Regions from separate parts of the Mus musculus genome. Here region 1 is linked to region 2. A link is a contact called in public HiChIP or PLAC-seq data. All regions are on one chromosome and are shown on one strand. Each heading gives the region's core, a stretch centred on a gene start, on an enhancer-like site or on the middle of the called end of the contact. The rest is flanking DNA. Distances are from core to core; before and after follow the strand shown. Region 1 holds the start of 5730405A17Rik (a long non-coding RNA gene). Region 2 holds the start of 1700001D01Rik (RIKEN cDNA 1700001D01 gene).

Region 1 (6,590 bases), core at 777-3,276, 140 kb before region 2:
CTGTGATATAGGTGTAGCAGGTGCTCGCGCACACACGCGCGCACACACACACACACACACACACACATGTGCATACACATATGAAAAATTTAAAAATTAGTCTAATGAGCATTTCCAGATACTACAATTTATCTTTAGCAGCATGGCACTCTAACCACCCAGAAGTGGAGATCAATTTATGACATCTGTCACCGTCATTGATCATCGGGGTTAGCAGTATAGCCTTAGACGCTAGCCTCGGGGTTTAGATACTGTTTAGTGGGAAGGGGCAGGAGGGGAAGGCCACCTAGTCCAGCCTTAGCATGCCAGCATCCAAGGCTTCATGCTGCTCACAGCTCCCAGAACTGCCTGCTCTTGAAGTTATACTTGGGTCTACCTCCCATTCCCCTGCTCCCAGAAATAAGACTTGCACTCAAAATATATTTACAAATATCTTGGCCATATAACAAAGCTCTTCTCTGACTAGATATAGCTTAAAATAACCCATTTATTCTAGCCTACATTCTGCCACGTGGCTGGTTACCTGTGCTCAAGTACCACACAACCGTCTCATCACATCTTTCTGGCCAAGCTCCCTCCTGGTTTTACCCCAGAATTCTATCTCTTCCTGGATGGTCTACCTCCCATTTCCTGCCTAAGCCATAGGTTTTGTGATTGACAGGTGGTTCATCCATACAATACTCATGATACTTGCTCTACAGCCTGCCAATGGGACAGACAAGTCTACATCTAGCTAGTTCTCTGCCCCTTCCACCACCTCCCACCCTTGGGTCTCATCCTCTAGAGAAACCCTGCAGACCAATCTCTTGCTCACACACAGGGCCCTCTCTGTGGACCCCAGGCTACCACCCTACTTCCCAGCTGCGTTTTTTTCCACCCTCTTTCCCACCCTGCACTAAGACAGGGGAGCCCTTTGTGGGGGCCATCAAGCCCTAAATCAGTATTTATATTTCTTGGAGTAAAGTTAATGCTGAGAAAAAGTTCTGGAATGACTGCCCTGGGGACTAAGGCCCATCTGGAAACATGAATAATGTGAAATTTATCCCTCCATGGATTCCCCCACAAGACCAATTACAATATCATCCTTTCCGAGAATTTCTGCCAATTTTTTATGGGGTCACCAGAAAGTTATATGTAAAGTGAAGACTGCACAGATTTATATAGGGGGTAGTTAACTGGTGGGCCGAAGAATGCAGAAGTAAACTACAGGAAACAGTGATGCTCCACAGATGGAGATGCGTGCAAATTTGGCTCTTTGTTTCAGGAAGTGGAATGGATTTATCCATTTATCCATTTATCAAGAATGACTACTGTGTGTTTGACCCTCTTCTAGGCTCTGGGGAGAAAATGGTGGAAGACACTAACACTGCCCCCACGGAGCTGGCATTTTAGTAGCATGGGAACACAGGCTGTAAAGGCTTGAAAAGAATATTGCCAAAAGGCAGCATGTGGAGTTTAGTCCTACTTGAAACTGTGCAAAGAAACAGAGTTCCTTGCATCAGTATCCTGAACATGTGTGCTGCCCTACTTCTTGAGAATGTTGGATGGAATTGTACTCATTGTTTGGAAGCCCATAGAGTAAGAAGGGGACCAGCATGAATGTGTTCCCTCAGACTGCTTAAAGCTGCAAACAAGTTCAAGTGAGTGGTATTTGGCAGAAGGCCTTTGGCTGAAACACTCACCTGACAATGCGTGTGGCGATCTGAACCAGCTGGGGTCTAAGTCAACTGGAGCACTTTGATGAGGTGATGAGCACACATTATCATAAAATTTCAGAGTGGTTGTAATTCACCAAATCATGGCCAGGAATTATCTGACTCTTAGGGAAAACGTCAATTAGAGGGCATCTTCTTTAGTGTCAGTAGTGCCTAAATCTAAAAACTCAGGTGAACGAGTCTGTTACAGAATGATCCCAGTCTCTCCCCTACTAGAAATTCAGAATGAGAGGGGCTGGGAAAGAGTCCAGATATCTCTATTCTGCCAGTGTCCTTGCAGATTCTGCGGCAGGTGCGCCACACTTGGAGCAGAGCCACAGTGTGTTAACAGTTGGCCAGAGGGTGAAGCATACAACACTCCACCAATTGCAAGGGTTTCTTGGCCAGGATCTGTTCCTTGGAAGAGAAGAAGAAAGAGAAGCTGTTTGGTTGGAGCAGTTTCTGTGACTGATTATAGCGTCTCTCTTTCTCTCATGCATTCAAGCAAACAGTTCAGCAACGGCAGTGAACAAGGTTCAGCCTCCCTCCAGAGGGAGGGTGTCACAACCTTCATCTCCCTTCCCCCAACTCCGCCACCCCTGCTGCTGCTGGAATGTAGGAGATTGTAACCATCATGGAGCTGACCTGAGCTTCCTTGGCCCTGGACTGTGCCAGGAGCTTTCTCAAACATCCTCTCGTTTATTCCTTTCAAGTTTTCCTTCCTCAGTCTCTGTAAGTATATATATTAGTTTTCTCATTGTTGTGACCTGACAAGAAGCAGTGCAAATGAAGAAGTGTTTATTCTGGCTAACAATTTAAAATGGATAAAGAAATGATAGGGTTCACCATGGGAAGGAAAGGTATTGTGGTGCAAGGGTGAGAGTTGGTTATACCGCATCCGCAGTCCAGAGGGCGAGAGAAGTGAACGCTGGTGCTCAGCTTGCTCTCCTCCTCTTCTATTCCATGCACTCCTCCAGTTAGTCCACGGGACAGTCTTCAGCAGACTCACGGTGAGTCTTTCCTCCTTAGTCAGACATCATCCATATGTCCATCTGTGATGTTTCATCACAGATACTGAGAGATGCATTTCCTTGGAGACCCTAAATCCCAGCAAGGTAATTGTCAAGAGTGACCATCACAAAATACTTCTGACCTGTCTTGAAGCCCCGCCCACAGGCTGAGGTTGCAGATGTGAACCTCTGTGCCTGTTTTTTTGCATGGGTTCTTGGAATCTGAGCTCAGGTCTTCGGGTTTGCATGGCGGGCACTTTTCCAAATGGGCGACCTTTCCCCCACCTCCTTTTTTGTTTTTTTAATTTTAAAAATTAATTTATTTTTTTATTTATATGAGTACACTGTAGCTGTCTTCAGTCACACCAGAAGAGGGCATCGGATTCCATTACAGATGGTTGTGAGCCACCATGTGGTTGTTGGGAATTGAACTCAGGACCTTTGGAAGAGCAGTCAGTGCTCTTAACTGCTAAACCATCTCTCCAGCCCTCCCCCACCTCTTTAGGCAACTCTGGCTTTTCTACTCGACCACACCCACTCATTTCCTCCCCCACCCCCACCCCCATCTCCCTGATCAACGCCAGCTTCTCTACTTTTCAACAGCCCTCCTTTCCTTCCCTCTTGTTTCTGATCCTCTTCTATCAGAGTGCATGCTCAGTAAGGACAAGGGTTTCTCTAGGTATTCTCTGCGATATCCCCGGGCCCTGGAACAGGATCTGTGGATGGAACACTTTCAATACCATTTATTTAAACAAGCAAATACCTTAAAGGATAAAGAAACAAATGAGTAAATGGAAACTCTTTGCGTTGCACTCTATATTCCTTGTCTGATTGATTCACTTTTTCCAGAGGATGAACCACCATCAACTTTGTTCTACAGTGTATATATTTGTTCTCTTACCCCCACCATTAAACTGTTAATATCATATTCGGGTTTCCAGCCTTTTCCTCATGGTTTTTCTCGTCACCACGAAGAGCATTTTACACTTTATAAATGTTTATTGAGTGAGCGGATTCTGTGATAATAGAGCTAGTGTCTTTGCAAGTATGGAAACTGACTCCCGGCAAGACTGACTATCTTTTATAGTCATTGATATGGGTAGCATGTGGCAGGGTTGTGGTTGGAATTTAGATCAGTGTGACTTTGAGTCTGTGCTATCACAGAAGTGCACCTGTGTAGTCACGAAGGTATTTGTGTGGGTGCAAAGGAGTGGGCGGAGTGTGAGAAGTGCAGCTCTATCTGCTGTCAAGTTCTTTACCCAGCTAACTGTCAGGAAGACTAACTCATGCCTTGGGCATCTGTTTCCCTGTGAAGTTTGTGTGGAATACCTCCAAGCCTGCGACATTTGTCTCAGTTGTCTTAATACTTCTGGTCTCAGTTGTTTAGTACTTCTGGTGCAGCCTGGCATGTCAATTGTCTGCTTACTCTTGTTTTCTCTGCTAGGTCGCATGGTCTGCATAAACAAGCATAACTTCTGCTTTGCTCTCTGTTGTACCATAGACTGTATCTTACAATCCGGCTTACATTAGGTACCCATTAAGGTTGTAAGACCCTGACCCTCAGTCAGTGGTACTTACTTCTAGACACCCCCTAAGTGAGACACCAAGATGAAAATCAATGCAAAAGCAAGAGGTTTCTTTTCCAGCACATCTGGGTCTACCTTCAATTAATCCCTCAAGGCGAGTGGCTAGAAGATGATCCCAAATGGCTATTACAAGCAGTTTTTACACCTTTTAGGGGCATAGGTTACATAAGCAAGGTTATAGTTCAAACTTATTGGCTAGGCATACTGACCTTTAAATCTATTGGCTAGCAAGCATGACATACATTTGAACTTCACCTGGGACTTTCCAGAGTGTCAGGTGGCTATCAGTCAGGACATTCTGCAGTTTTTCTGAGAAGTTTTTACTCAAGAATGTTCCCAAGGGTAGATAATGGAACTTGGCCTAGCCTTAACTCCAGATGGGAGGGGGAAGCTGTAAGGAGGGTGTGGGACTGGAAAAGCCCTTAGGGTCCCTCAGGATTAGGTAATTTAATGGATGAAGATAACAGAGATTCAGACAGAAGGACTAATTAAACAAGAATCTGGTCATGACTACACACCCCTGTAATTCTAGCACTCAGCAGGATGTGGCAGGATGGTTGCCATGAGTTTGAGGCCATCTTGGGAGGCAGAGTAAGATACTGCTCAGGGCAGGATCAGTGAAGTGGGGTAAACAGGGCTCCATTCCCCTGGCACATGAGTTAGCAGGGTAAGTGTTTGGAGAGGAGGGTATATAAAGATTGTGGAAGACAACAATAATCCACAGCAAAAATTTGTCTTTGAAAGGTGATTTGGGAACCAAAGAGTTTATGCTGAGCAGGATCACATAAAATCCTCCTTAGAGAAGATTTCTCTGATATGGCTAATGGGTTAGAAGAAGGTGAGAGGCAGAAATCTGCTGCAATAGTTAAACCAAAAAGGTGTAAAATACCTCAACTTGAATAATGGCAGTGGAATTAGAATTAACAGATACATGAAATATCTTTAGGAGCAACTCTAGATTTTAGTGAATTACAGGATCTCCAAAGCAAATGAGACCAGAGAATTGAGACAGCTCCCAGGCTTTGAATCAAGGGTGGGGAGGATGGGTGAGAGGGACTGGAAGGAGGAGATAATTGGATGGAAAGAGAAGGAGTTTGCCCTCGGGCATTTCAAACTTGAACCATTCACAGTATATTGTAGTGAAGACAGCTGAAATGGAACCCCATGACTAACAACAAGAAAGCTGCCCCTTATAAATAAATCCTTGCATAGCTTCTTAAATGGGGGCCAATTAATGCTTAGCTTTCCCCTGGGGAGGGGGGGAAGCTGTTGAGTTGTTTTGAACATTAAAATTCATTGAGCAATGCTTGAAAAGGTATCTCTCTGAGTAGGTTGTGGTACACCTTTCTACAGCTGTTGCCTTTGGAGACTCTTTGGAGCACTTAATTTAGGTTGGGATGGGTATCAGACCTGCAGACACTTGACAAGACCTGTAGACATATGACAAACTGGTAGAGAAAGATACACAAGGACAGGTTCAGAAGATTCATTCAAATACTGAGTGAACATTTTATTGGCAATCATGTGGCTGAGCAGAGACCTGGGTCTCAACTGTCACCCTAGTTACTTTCTGTTTTTGTGATAAACTTAACAGAAGCAACTTGAGGGAGAAAAGGATTTGTTTCACCTTACAGTATAGACTTCATCATTTAGAGAAGCTAGGGCAGGAACTCAAGGTGAAAAACCCAGAGGCAAGAACTAAAACAGAGACCTTGAAAGCATGCTGCTTACTGCCTGGCTCTCAATTACATTCAGCTAACCCTTCTTATATAGCCTAAGGCCAACTGCCTAGGGATGGTACCACCCACAGTGGGCTGGCCCTCCGGCAACAATCAGTAATTGAGAAAATGGCCTGCAGACTTGCTCACAGGCAAGCTATTCTTCAAATGAGGTTCCTTCTCCTCAAGTTTGTCAAGTTGACAACCAAGATTAGCCATCATAGGTGTTATATACAAATCCACAATTTTCAATGTCTGGGGACTCTAAAGAAGCCACTTGTACAGCCAGCAAACCACTGGAATCAGATTATTGATGTTATTCTCTTCACTAAAAACAGATAAACAAGGATTTAGTTCTAGCAATTGTAAAAACACAGTGAGGCAAAATGTTATCTCTTCTAAATATCTGGGCAGTGGGTGGTTCATATTGTCTTACTCTCTATACTCTGTTAAGTGCTGTGGAAATACAGTAATTCCAACTTATCCTTAAAAACCTTCCAAACAAAATATGCAGAACAGAGCAGAGATTTTGAGGCTCAGGCTTGTCTGAGAAGATGACCGGAGCAAGCAATGGCGTGACTC
Region 2 (6,106 bases), core at 1,348-3,847:
TGGTGGTGGTGGTGGTGGTGGTGATAAAGATAATAATAGAACAATTGTAAACTAATCTGCCAGTTAAATATCAGATAAGAATGTATTTTAAAAGCATGTCAATAAAATCAGCAATATCATAGTTGCAAGAAACTCATCTAAAACATAGACATCAAGAAAAAACCCAGCATAGGAAGAACCTAATAAAGTCCAACATTCATTATTATCATTTAGTTAGTAGGTTAGGTTTCACTCCATTCAGGAAGAGAGAAAGAGAGAGGGGAGGGGAAGGGAGGGGAGGGGAGGGGAGGGGAGGGGAGGGGAGGGGAGAGGAGAAGAGAGGAGAAAGATTAAGATTGTAACTGAAAACTATCATTCTGTTATGCATAGTTCTAGGAGGCCAGGTGTGGCAGCATGTACCTGTGGTCCCAGCACTTAGGGGCCTAAAGCAGGAGAATCTCTTCTCCAAGCCAGCCTTGTCTAATAGTGAGTTCCACCTTAGCCTGAGCTACACAGAGAAACCAAAAACGTCAGCTTTCTATGTACATAGCAAAGTTTAATTAAAAACACCGAGGGAAGAAATAAACCCATCAGTAGTCGGAGGTTCTAAGCCATGCTTGAGGGGAGGATGTGAAGTGCATCAGATGTCCTCTCTCTTTACTTCTTGCTTTCTGTTTTGTTTTTTGGAGACAAAGTTTCACACTGTAGCCCAGGATGGCCAGGAACCCACTAGATTCCCCAGGCTAGCCATGAACTTGCAGCAATCCTCCTGCCTCAGCCTTCTGAGTTCCAGGATTACAGGCTTGTGCCATATATAACTTTAATATAATTTTCATGCATGTACTTTCTAAACGTAATATACAGTAAGCCACAAAATTCTCAATGGGTTTCCAAAAATAGATAATATATAGACCAAGTCCTTTAATCACAAAGCAATTAAAAAAAAAAACAATAATACAAAAAGACGTTTTAGGTTCCCATATGTTGGGAAACTGTAAATCATTTCCAAACAATCCACAAATGAAAGTAAAGGTTGTTAGAGAAATGTATGCATCAGTAGGCAGGAACCATGCTCACTGCAACACAGATAAATTGGAAACATAACAATGGACTTTGTAAAAATAGGAACAGCTAGCGTTACTGTTTTTAAACACTTTTCACACTTATACAACGGACTATAAACTTTTTACGGGACAAATAAATGATAAACACAAGCTGGCAAAGGATGGGAGAAAGAGGACGGTGATGTCAGATATCGGTGATGATCTGAAATTGAACGGTAGCTTCCCAGATGTAGAAGCATATTGTATGTTTCAAATATAACCTACATTACCATTCATGGATCTTAAGTATGACCAACATGGGATGCACTGCTCATCTGTGACCAGTTCAATGACATATCTGTGCTCCTTTTACCGACTTATGTTATTGTTTCTTATTTATTTTTCTAGCAGTGCTGGAGACCAGGCAAAAACCCTACCACTGAGCTACCCTCCCCGCACCCACTCGCTGTTTTAAAATTCTAATGCTAATGCTCTTTTTCCTTTTTCTTCCTATTCATAGACTGAGAAGATACAGTAGATCTCAGAATAGTCTAAGAATATTTACTTCATAATCCATAACGGTAGGAAAGTTACAGTTATGAAGCAGTAACAAAACAATTTTATGGTGTGTGGGGTGGGGTCGTCACAGCACGATGAACTGTATTACAGGGTCACAGCATCAGGAAGGTTGACAACCCTGGCTCTAGAGCACAGTGGACCAGAACAGCTATGAAGTCCCTGTGTGGAACACTTGGTCCTTTCAAGGTAAAATCCCACCATTAAGAGAGCAGCACAGCTGTCTTCAGCGTGTGCAAGAAAGAACCAGGCAGACAAACAAACAAATAAAAGCATCACACTTCCAAACATAAGAAAATGGTGGACTCTAATCTAGCACGTTGCCACTTCTGATGGCTGGCAGCCTGAAACATCTTTCCTGTGGAAAGCTTTAAAATATGATCAGCATTTTCTAAACAAACATTTTTGGAAAGCATTACATTTCATAAAGAGTAATGGGGATCATGAAATTGGGAACTGACGTTCTTGTTATATTTGGGTTTTTATTATCTACCCTTCCCCTCCAATTGCTACAGTTGGCCTTGGCAATTAACAAATGCCAGCCCTAACTCCTTCTGAAGTGAATCTGTTGATGGAAAGGCCAGGAAACAGTTTATCTCCACTGGGAACATTTTGAAGGAGGGATTTAACGGGGGCTGAGGCAAGGAGGATCTTTAAAAAACAATATTTGCTAAACTACAAACACACATGCACACATGGGAGTTGTTTTACTTTCAACAAGTCCTGAAAGTAGGAACAAAACCAAGAGAGTTAAAAGAATAATTTAACACTGATGTTTCGGGAATGTTGAAAGAGACCAGGCATTCAGACCTCATGTTGCTAAATTTGTTCATCTAAAACCTAAAAGACATTTTCATGACAACGATGTTGCTGTTCCTCGGTGTTCTGCTTCCTCGGGCAGCTTATTTCCTGCTCAAAGTTATAATTTTGTATTCATAATACCATAATCATTTCCATGGTAACTTCCTGTGATGTCAGAGAGAAAACACTGCTGCCTTCTCCCACAGCTCCCATCTCCCAGCTGAGCCAGTTTGTTGATTTTATTCTTTCCAAAGTGCACCAAAGCTTACTGTTCCGAGTGCTCAGGACGAGGTCTCAAGTTCAACGCTCTCCATCCATCACTGCAGGCAAGTGGGGAAAACCGAGTGGCCAGGATCCTGGTCAAAACTGCAAATGCCACTAATGGTTAAGATCAATTTGGGTTCAGGGCCCGGCTCCACTGGCTGTGAGTTACATAGTAGCCAATGTTCTCCAGGTCTGGTTTGCCCGTCTCAAAAATGAAAAGGCATCTCATAAGGTCACTGGGAGAATTCAATGAGACGATGCATATCAGATGCATACATAGCCTGGCACGGGACCAACGCCAACTCAAAGCAAACACAGTGAGGGTCCACCAGGACTTCTCTGACTCCCCAAACAAAGAGCCGGGATGGATGGTATCTCTGTCTTCACTCTGCAAAGCCTGGGGGTTGGGGGCTACTTCGTGCAAAACAGTGTCCTTCATGCTGAGACAGGACTAGCACTCGTGTCTGGACCCTAACAAGAACCGTTTCTTTACCCGATGCTTCAGTTCAGTGCTTACTAACCTCAGCAGAGATCTGGTTTCTGGCACAAGATCAACCTCGATTCTTGCCCTCTCTATTTCTCTTGTGCCCACACACCCAGGCAAATAGAGTACACATTTAGCAGCCTTAAACAGTAGGTCTCTGTGTGGAGGAGAACTCAAGCCCAGGCCGGGCAGTCCTATTTCAGTGTACCGTCTCATCTGTAGCTCCTTCTAAAGAATAAATTAAAATGAATCAAAGTCTTCAGTTTCCAGCCTGTTTATAATTATTATTTGGGTTTAAAGCATAGTCACAATTGTCTGAGCCTCTGAAAGTACAATGGAAGTAAATATCCACCTTCAGAAACCAGAGTATCCGATAATTCCATGCCTGGGTAACTGTCTGTTTCTACAAAAACAACCACAATAATAATTTCGTCTACCAACAGCATGAAACAGTTTCCAGCAAAAGGGAAGCCTAGCCCTTTTGAATCACTTAGCTGTGTTACCATCGGAAGATTTAAACTCTGCACCTCAGGTAAAGTTTGGTGAACTTCCCGTTAGAAATGCTAATGGTGCCCTCAATGAAAGGAACCTGAAACATGGACAGGTGTACACTTTCCAAGCAAAAAGACAACATAAATAAAAGGGAAATGAAACAGACTATAGTTAGATGGCAATGCTCATTCCCTTGAACTCTTTAGGGAGATGGCTCTTGAGAAGAAAGACAGAAAAGATTTCCTGAATGAATGACTGGTCCCGGTCCCGCCCCCACCCCTCTTGGAAGCAGGATCTCAGAATCTGAGCTAGCCTCAAACCCAAGTATAGTCTAGAATTTCTGATCCTCCTGCCTCCATCCCTGGGATTGCAGGTCTCTGCCACCATTTCCCTGTGTGTCACATAGGCTAGAAAAGCACTCTGCCAATGGAGCTACATCTCCAACCCTCCAGAGTTTCTTAGCGCTAGTGAAGAGATTCACTCTCCGGCAGGCTCTTCCCCTCTTCCCAGTAGAGTTCCATGACTCTATGAAATCACACACCGAGGGACACCCCACGGAAAACAGAATACAGCCCTGGTGCTCAACAGGTAGGGTTTAGGATCTGGTTGCACTGACTGAGGTCTATGACCGTGAGTGGTGGCCTTTTGCCAAGTAGGAAATTAATACTTTTGAGGCCACAGCTCTGTTGTGCAGAGAGTGGCCAGCATACTCCTGGCACACGGGAGACATTCAGAAAATACCTTCCAGTCCCCTCGCTCTAACTTACTTCACCCTGACAGGCTCTGAGGAAAAGGGAACTCAGAGGAGAAGTAAAACTTCACGGTGGATGATCAAATGAGACAGGAAAGCAAAACAAACCAACCCCACATAGAGCATGCTCTTCAGGAAAGAATTAGCTTCTCCAACGGTAACACTATATTCCCCGCGTGGTTCCCCTCCGTCCCCTTAACATCGGCTCAAGGGTCTTAAATGCTGCAGGGTTCTTTTTTTAATTACCATTTCGCTTAAATTTTGAGGTGCACATCTTCTTTTAATCAAACTACATCAACAAAACTTCCAACATGTATTTCATTAAATCACATTTTCTGCCAAGGTTTTATCACGCACACCCCCCCCCCGCCCCAATCAAAACAGCATACTTTTATGACCAAATAACACAGTATCTCTTTCCTCCAACAACCCAGAGCAAGCTAAGATCTGCATTTCATGCACTAAGAGTGGAGAATGAAGAACATCACATTCTGACAGTTAACAGTAGATGCCTCCTCGGTGTCAGAGAGCTCGACTTCCTACGGCAGCTGGGGTAGGGCTCACGATAAGATGGGCTCATTACTTCTCCTTTCTCTCATTTAAACCATTTTCTTTAGAATTAAGAAGTTGACCCGCTGGCTGAAAAAACTTTCCAAGGGAGTGAAGTGTCTCCCTCCAGGTCAATCACCTCCCCTCCACGTCAATCAGAGAGCTATGGCAGGGGAGGAATCCTACACTAACGTGGGACATTACCAGCAATGGAGTTACCTGATGGGACAGGGTAATGAGGGAGCCCCCGGGAAACTGCTTCATTAAATGCACTATTTACGTTCCACTAAGTCCAGTGTTTTAAATTTTTGACATTTGTTTTGAAACCGGAGTCAGATCCAGTACACAGTATTCCTTTGGCAAGAGCAATAAAAAAGTTAATGCCAGTAAGTCTAGCTTTCCTGTGACTGTTCTTTGTGTGTCAGGGTATCAGAGGTCCTACGAATCGGGTCAAAAATTAACACCACATGTGCATCTCCGGAGAAACAGAAATGGCTTGTGAGATGTCTATCAAGGAAACTAGTTTATGGGTTTGTAATCCCATTGCTAAGACGGTAATCAGCCTGGGGAATGCTCTGAAGCCACTATCTCTTCTCTCTTAATAATTGAGTTAGGGAAAATAAGATCAAATCACTGAGAAACGCAGGCGAATTTCCAGGCATGTCAAAGGAAAAGCCCTAAGGAGGAAAGCAAAGCAGCATCCTTCTGGGGTGAGTTTTAAGACATCCCATCTCGTCCAAGTGTTGACAAACACTCACCTGTCCGGGAAAGTCCTCCAGTGTATCTTCTCACAAGAAGTCTGAGAGGGGCTGATGTACCCACTGGACTAATCCTGTCTTCCCCTTTCTCAGAAGTTACCAACGCACCAGATCAGTGTAGAATGAAAATGGTTTTTGATTCAAGGGGGGGGGGGGGGAGGGGAAGCAATTCTAAAAGCATTTAAACAATTGCCTAACCTAGTCCAACATGGTGACTCACGCCTGTAATCCCAGCACTCAGGACGCAGAAGCAGGAGAACTGCTGCAAGTTCGAGGCCAGCCTGGTCTATATAATGAGTTAGCTCCTGACCACTCAGGGATATATAGTAAGTCCCTGTCTCAAAAACAACAACAACAATAAAGAACTTCTTAACCAGAACAAGCACACACAAAACACACAGCCTGCCAA

What was found. HiChIP or PLAC-seq counts read pairs in DNA pulled down with a chosen protein or histone mark.
Region 1: a contact with region 2 is called in an H3K27ac HiChIP or PLAC-seq map of regulatory T cells, with 2.0 times the contacts expected there. The contact joins the promoter of 5730405A17Rik here to the promoter of 1700001D01Rik in region 2. A contact is called at or near these places in 4 of 115 datasets of contacts at active chromatin or transcription factors (CD8 T cells, double positive thymocytes, embryonic stem cells and 1 more).

The regions. Positions count from the first base shown.
Region 1 is chr8:61,423,564-61,430,153 of GRCm38.p6, reverse strand. It overlaps 5730405A17Rik (a long non-coding RNA gene), which reads left to right and starts at 2,026. Exons shown (of 4, transcript XR_001778559.2): 1 at 2,026-2,426. It also overlaps a transcript of Sh3rf1 not described here.
Region 2 is chr8:61,285,363-61,291,468 of GRCm38.p6, reverse strand. It overlaps 1700001D01Rik (RIKEN cDNA 1700001D01 gene), which reads left to right and starts at 2,597. Exons shown (of 5, transcript NR_045475.1): 1 at 2,597-2,725. All of the region lies in intron 2 of Sh3rf1 (SH3 domain containing ring finger 1), which reads right to left.